2 separate regions of the Pan troglodytes genome follow, and region 2 is linked to region 1. Evidence: chromatin contacts called from public HiChIP or PLAC-seq data. All regions are on one chromosome and are shown on one strand. The core of a region is the stretch at or near the end of the contact, and the rest is flanking DNA. Distances in the headings are between cores, read along the strand shown. Region 1 holds the start of URB1 (URB1 ribosome biogenesis homolog). Region 2 holds the start of CFAP298 (cilia and flagella associated protein 298).

The links. HiChIP or PLAC-seq counts read pairs in DNA pulled down with a chosen protein or histone mark.
Region 2: an H3K4me3 HiChIP or PLAC-seq map of stem cell-derived excitatory neurons shows a contact between it and region 1, with 8 times the contacts expected there. The contact joins the promoter of CFAP298 here to the promoter of URB1 in region 1. A contact is called at or near these places in 1 of 7 Hi-C or Micro-C datasets (induced pluripotent stem cells) and 1 of 1 datasets of contacts at active chromatin or transcription factors (stem cell-derived excitatory neurons).

Annotation. Positions count from the first base shown.
Region 1 is chr22:33,100,010-33,103,679 of NHGRI_mPanTro3-v2.0_pri, reverse strand. It overlaps URB1 (URB1 ribosome biogenesis homolog), which reads left to right and starts at 1,981. Exons shown (of 40, transcript XR_010154419.1): 1 at 1,981-2,229.
Region 2 is chr22:33,321,159-33,324,828 of NHGRI_mPanTro3-v2.0_pri, reverse strand. CFAP298 (cilia and flagella associated protein 298) reads left to right here and starts at 1,761. Exons shown (of 7, transcript NM_001350328.1): 1 at 1,761-2,282. The coding sequence starts at 2,144.

The DNA.
Region 1 (3,670 bases), core at 732-3,231:
AAAGGTCGGGAGACAGAGAGTGAGGTATGTACAGGAAAAGTCCACATCTGAGCCACTTCAGCTCTGGGCAAAGAGTTTCAAAGAGAGGGAACAAGTACAAAAGCTCTCGGGCTTTTTTCCTCAGCTTAGAATGTCCTAAGAGCAGTACCACATAGTCTGCAACAAACCAGAATGCTCCTGGAGGCAAATAATACAAAGCTTTGATATGGAAAGACAAGTCACTATCCAGAGGTTGGTGAGCCTCATATCTGAACAAAGGGTTAACCCGGCATCAATGATTCATGGCATTAACTTAGTCTAAAACACCCAAATGCACTTCTGAGCCACACTTGCCATCCATACATCTCTGGCTAAGGCTGTAAAATGGGCACTGCCAACTTCTGTTTCTTTGTTTTTAATTTGGGACTAGGATACACTGGGTGAGTCCTGGCTCCACCAGTTACTAGCTGGATAATCCTGGGAAGTTCCTCATGCTCTTTAATTGTTTGTAAAGCAAACCAGCGCAGAGGGATGGTAATTTGCCCAAGGTCACACAGGCAGAAACTGAACTCAGGGCTTTTGACTGTTCCCTAACTCTTTCTGATAACTTTTTGGTTGGGACCACCATAGCAGAAAACAAAGTTGGTGGTTAGCAATTAACCAGAGAAGAGGACCCGTGTGGATTCTGTATTCACTAATGAGTGTTGCCTTTTACAGATGACTTTTTGAGCATATTCCCCTCTCTTAACACTGCTGCATTAGCTCATATCTGCTGGGGGTGACACCCTCTCTCTGACCTGCCTACAACATAGACATCTCCACAGGCACAATCATCTTGTCGGGACAGAGGCTCAGCGTCAACACACGTGCTTTTTCTACTAGAAACTCTGAGACCCCAACAGGCCACAAAAGCCCACATCCTCAGATGTTCAAAACACATCTGCTTACAGAATATGAAACACTATTTTCTTAGACTAGAGGACAACCTGATGGAGAATTTCAGTAATCACCAAGTTACTTATCTAATGCGCTGGTTCATGATTTATTTGGACACATACCTAAGTATCGATGAAGTCGTATTAAAATATGTACCAGCCTGTTTTTACTTTTACTTTCATTTTATTTCAGAGCATTTAATGCGGTTCACAAATCAATCACATCTTCCAAAAACACACTGTGTTGTTTTTCTCCTCAAAGCAGTTTTTCATACATTGCATCATTTTCTGTTCATAACAGTCCCAAGGACTGGATAGGGTTGGCTTTGCTGTCTCCATTTTAATGACAGGAACTTAGATGTGGAGGCCTTACGCTGTCCAGGAAGGGGTTTTACAGACGTTACTTCGTTTGGTCTTCTCCTCCCACCCTGTACGGCGCAAAGAGCCCATCAGTTTGCGGAAGTCTGGGGTGGAGGACAGTCTGGAGTGACATGCTACCAGACCAGTCGATCTGGTTCGGACTGTGACATAAGCTAGGGGTCGAAGTCAGGGGCACCCGCACAGGCGGACCTGCCTGGCACCTAGCCAAGGCGAATCCACCTTCCCGGCCAGCCACCAGGGCCTTGAATTGGCAAAGTATCGAATCCTGTTGTGTGTGAAGCAAGCTCTTCATGCGACACCTTCAGGGCGACCTCGGGTCAGGAACTACTCATTGTGCTGCTTGGACGCGCCGGGGCCCGAGTCTTCGTGGATCGGCCAGGCCAGGAGTGAAAGGTCTGGGAGTTCTTCCGGCCCAGAGCACCCGAAGAGCCACCGGGATCAGAAGTGCGCCCCGGTGGACCCCAAACCCTGCAGCCGGGGACGGGGGGTGTCGTGGAGTGTCCCCTCGCCCCATGCCGTGACCGGGACAACGGGTACAGCAAATTCACATGGAGCCCCAAGACTCTGGATCCCTACCGCCCCGCCCCTTCTGCAGGCCACGCCCCTTCCGCCGGTCCCAGCCTCGCGCGGGTCTGCCCCTTCCGCCGGCCTTTCCCCGAGCCCCGCCTCTTCCGCCAGCGCCGCCCCTTCCTGCCCCATGTGGGCCTGAAGCGCGTGTCTGCTGTCTGTGCCAGTGCTCCTGCCGGGTCCCCTCAGGTGTGTCGTTTCCGTCGCGCTTCCGCCCTCTCGGCCATGGGGGTCCCCAAGAGGAAGGCCTCGGGCGGCCAGGACGGCGCGGCTTCCTCCGCGGGTGCAGCCAAGCGCGCCCGCAAAGAAGAGCTCACGGGCGTGCGGTTCAAGGCTCAGCTGAAGGACCCGCAGGGCCCCGGGCCAGGTGAGTCCGGGGCGGCAGGCGCAGGGTCGGGAGCATAGGCTGGCGAGGCGGCCTCCGTGTGCCGGGCACAGCCTCTCCTTTCTGCAGCTTTCGGGTCACACAGGCTCAGTGGCAAGCCTCTGGTTTGCAGAAAACTGAGGTTCAGGACTGCTGTGTACTTCCTTGCTCTGGACTGTCGGCGACAGCGAGAGGTCCCCGACTTGATTGGGACCGTTTCATGTTACAACACATTTATTTCCCTTGCCCAGGCAGCATCCCTCAGCGAGCTCTAAAACCTCTTTATTGCAGTTGTCAGGGAAGTAAATGAAGTGTCCTTCTCTATTGAGTCCTTACTGAGTCGGCTCAGGACGGTTCATGAGACAGTTTGCTACTCCTTGGGCCGTCAGCACCGTTTTCAATAGCTTCCATCCCCCAACACTCATACTGACTTGATAACTTGTAACAAGCTACTAGAAGCCACCACAGCTACTTGTCAGTTGACCAGGAATGGGCCAGTGACTGAGATGTAGCCGACTCTATAATTTAATTACACTTTTTGTAAAGTGTGACCACCCTTCGCGACTACTTGTAATCGTTTGGAAAGTAACATGGTTTGGGAAAAACGCAATTGAACGTGTTGCCATGTGGAAGCATTGCTCCAAAATAAAACAGTGGCAGTTTTTCTCCCAGGTTAAATAAACGATTAAATTAATGGCCAAAATATCTTCGACTTCCAATTTTTGTCCTCATTTTTTTTTTTTTAAACAGACAGGGTCTTGGTCTGTTGCCCAGGCTGAAGTGCAGTGGCACGATCATAGCTCACTGCAGCCTTGAACTTCTGGGCTTAAGCTGTCCTCCCACCTCAGCCTCCCAAGTAGCTGAGATTGTAGGTGCACAACACCATGCCCAGCTATGTTTTTTTTTTTTTTTTTACTTTTTGTAGAGATGGAATCTCACTATGTTGTCCAGGCTGCCCTCGAACTCCCAGTCTCAAGCAATCCTCCCACCTTGTCTTCTCAAAGGGCTGGGAGTATAGGTATGAGCCACCACACCTGGCCTGTTTTTAAACTTTGATACCTGTACTTGCTAGTCACAGCTAGGAAGATGATACTTAGTTAGCATAGAGTTATTTATTTCCGAATTCATTAAGTATTACTAGAGGTTATTATTTGCTACGGTAGAGATAAAGTGATGAATAAAAATTTCAAAAAGCCTCTGCCATTGTGGGGCTTACAAACAGTCGAGTGGGGCAGGCAGATATTGGTCAGTAAAATCACATACATACAGTTTCAAGCACGAGTTTTCCAAAGGAGAGGTACATGGTGCCTGAGGGTGTTTAACAGGCCTTGGATCTAATCTGGGAGCTCAAAGAAGGCTCCCCTGAGGAAGTGGCTTTTCTTTTCTTTTTTTTTTTAATCATACTTTAAGTTTTAGGGTACATGTGCACAACGTGCCCCTTTGT
Region 2 (3,670 bases), core at 512-3,011, 220 kb before region 1:
CCCAGCTACTTGGAAGGCTGAAACAGGAGAATCGCTTGAATACGGGAGGCAGAGGCTGCAGTGAGCCGAGATCATGCCATTACACTCCAGCCTGGGCAGCAAGAGTGAAACTCTGTTAAAAAAAAAAAAAAAAAAGAAAAGAAAAAAAGAGAAAATATTACTTCCATTATCGCAGGGGGTGTTCACCCCTGATGATATTGTTTTCTAATATCCAGGGAAGGAGAGTATGATCTTACTCCCAATATCGCAGGGGGTGTACATCTTTTTGTGATATTGTGTCTAATATCCGGGGAAACAGAGGATGATATTACTCCCAATATCGCAGAGGGTGGACACCCCCCTGGGATATTGTTCCTAGTATCCCAACGGGGAGAGGATGATATTACTCCCCATATCGAAGGAAACGTACACCACCCCTGTGATATTGTTCCTGATATCCAGAGAGGAAAAGAATGATATTACTCCCAACAGCGAAGGAAATGTATACCCGCGCTGTGATATTTTTCCCAGTATCCGGGGGGGAGAGGATCATATTACTTCCAATATCGCAGGGTGTGTACACCCCCTCTGTTATCTTGTTGCTAACATCCAGGTTTGGGGAGGAAAACATTACTCCCAATATCACAGGGGGAGTACACCCCCCCGTGACCTTGTTAGTAATTTCCTGGGTGGAGAGGATGACATTACTCTCAATATCGCAGGGGTGTACACCCCACTGTGATATTTTTCTAAATATTCAGGGCGGGAGACGATAATATTACTCCCAATATCGCAGAAGGTGTACATTCCCTGACCATCAAACATAAGAAGTCCAACAACCTGTTTAGTTTTCTTTAGATCTGTATTTGAATTTGTATTGTCCGTTTGTTTATTTATTATTTTTGAGACACAGTCTCACTCTGTCGCCAAGGCTGGAGGGTAATGGCGCGATCTAGGCTCACTGCAACCTCCGCCTCCCGGGTTCAGGCAATTCTCCCACCTCAGGCTCCCTAGTAGCTGGAATTACTGGCACGCGCCACTACGTTCGGCTAATTTTTGTATTTTTAGTAGAGAAGGGGTTTCACCATGTTGGCCAGGCTGCTTTCGAACTCCTGACCTCAGGTGATCCGCCCTCCTCGGCCTCCCTAAGTGTTGGGATTACACGCGTGAGCCACCGCTCCCGGCCTGTCCATTTATTTTTGTTTTCTTTTTGTCACACTAAAATATAAGCTCCATGAGTGCAGTGACTCTGGATCTGTGGGGCCCGGAATAAACAGCGACTGACGCCGACTGCCTTCAGCAAGAGTCCGCTGGAGGATGGCTGGATATTTCCGGGAGGGTCGCTCTGGCAGGAGCCGCTGGAGCTACCCTAGCAACGCCATCCAAATCAACCTGAACGAAGAAGTGCGGACACTCGCCCTGGCCCCTCCGTCCTGAAAAGCTGACCCGCGCAAACAGCAGCGAACAGCAAGACTCAGTTCTAGGTCGCTGCCGCCAAACTTTCCCAGGCCGGAAACAGCGTGGAAACGTTGCCGGAAGTGGAGACTGAAAGCGGCGGAAGGGACGCTGGAATGTGGAGCGGTTGTGGGGCGGCTGCTGCGGAACTCGGCGATTGTGGTTCCTGCCGTACTTCCCGTTCCTCATCTAGTAACTCCCATCTCAGCCCACGTATCTCCCTGAGTGGAAATCTCGGGCCCCAGACCAGTCGATTGGGAGGTCCGCCCTCCCCTTCAGCGACTTGGTCTGTGTTTTGGCAGTTGCCCCGACAACAGTCACTTCCGGGAAGGGGCTCTGCGAATCTCCTTCCGCGGGTCCGCTCAGAATCAGCTGTCCTCTCAGACTGTGTGGGTGGTTTCCCCGGCCGCAGCTCCGTACGGGCGTGGATTGCTGGGCCTCGGTGCACCCCAGCCTCCCCCACTCGGGTTCTGAGCTTGAGCTGGCGGCTCTTTTTAACTCTGCTTCACTGTTGCTCTTGGCAACATCCACTTCCGGGAGCGAGTGCAGTTTCCCCCGCTCACCGCGGTCTAGGGAGCGTGGGATTCCGGACTCTGAGCGACTGTTAGTGCGTCGCCGCTGCTGGCGATCAGGCGACCCTCGGCCGGCAGGACCCGCGGGCCACGCAGCCCGGGCCTTCTCACCGCCTCAGTACCTCGGCGGGACCGCCATGGTTCTGCTGCACGTGAAGCGGGGCGACGAGAGCCAGTTCCTGCTGCAGGCGCCTGGGAGCACCGAGCTGGAGGAGCTCACGGTGCAGGTGGCCCGGGTCTATAATGGGCGGCTCAAGGTGCAGCGCCTCTGCTCAGGTGCGGCTCGCGGGTGGGCCCATCCAGGACAGATCGAGAGACCGGCGTGGGATGGAGAAAGAGGGGCAGGGTGGGCCGAGGGGTCAGGTTTGTGAAGATTATTGAAGAGATTTGCAGCAGCCGGGGTTGAAACGGGACACTAGGGTTAACCGGAGATGAATAAGGAACCGGAGAAGATCCGGCCTGTCTGACACCCCGGGCTGGGAGGTGGGCCCAGGTGCCTCTCGGAGCCAGGATTTGGGGTGCTGCGAATAAGTGGAAATGGGCTGGGGAGGGAGGAGGGAGCCGAAAGGCCGGGCTGAACAGCAGACTTAGTGCAATTAATCACGTGTGAGGGGTGAGATGAGAACTAGGTGGGCTTTTAAAAGCTGAATTTACTATTTTTAGTCGCCCGATGTAAAGCAGCGAGCCACCTGGCTTTGGGACGGCCCCTTACAGTTGAGGAAGCCTTGGTGATCTTTCCCCGCCCTGGAAACGGCCTCTTGCGTTGCGGCGCCGTCTCCCTACCCCGCGCAGGTTCCAGGGCACCCGCTTTGCCGCAGAACTTTCCGGCGGTGGAAGGGCCCCCATCTGTGCTGTCCATTGGGCAGCCGCCGGCCACTTGTGGCCGTAGAGCATTTGGAATGTGGCTAGTGCGGCCAGGCAACCGAATTTTACATTTGCATTTTAATTAATTAAATATATAAATATAAATAAATATTATATATAAATATAAATAAATATTATATATAAATATAAATAAATTATATATATATATATATGGTATGTGTGTGTGTGAGAGACAGGGTCTTACTGTTGCCCAAGCTGGAGTGCAGTGGCGCGATCTCTGCTCACTGCAACCTTCGCCTCCCGGGTTCAAGCTATTCTCCTGCCTCAGCCTCCCAAGTATCTGGGATTACAGGCACCCACCACCACGCCCAGCTAATATTTGTATCTTTAGTGGACACGGGGTTTCATCATGTTGGCCAGGCTGGTCTCGAACGCCTGACCTCAGGTGATCCGCCTGCCTCCGCCTCCCAAAGTGCTAGGATTACAAGTGTGATCCATCGCGTCTGGCTCATTTTAATTTAAATAAATTTAAATCGCCAAGTGGAGCGAGTAGCTGCCGCATTAGACAGCATAGTTTTTGAACTTGACGGGATGATACTTCCTGATGCGGTCTAGGATATTACTATTTATATAACTATCGTGTATATATAGAATATACAAACGTAACTATTTGCAATAAATAGTATATTCATTTATGTGATTTATTAAATTGCATGAATATGTGATTTATTATGAAATGTATTGATTACATTATATGAATATGTGAGTTTTGCACCGTGGAGAAATTCCTGAGGGTCATGGTTCTTTTCATGAAACTTATGTGTAGTTTCTTAATTGAG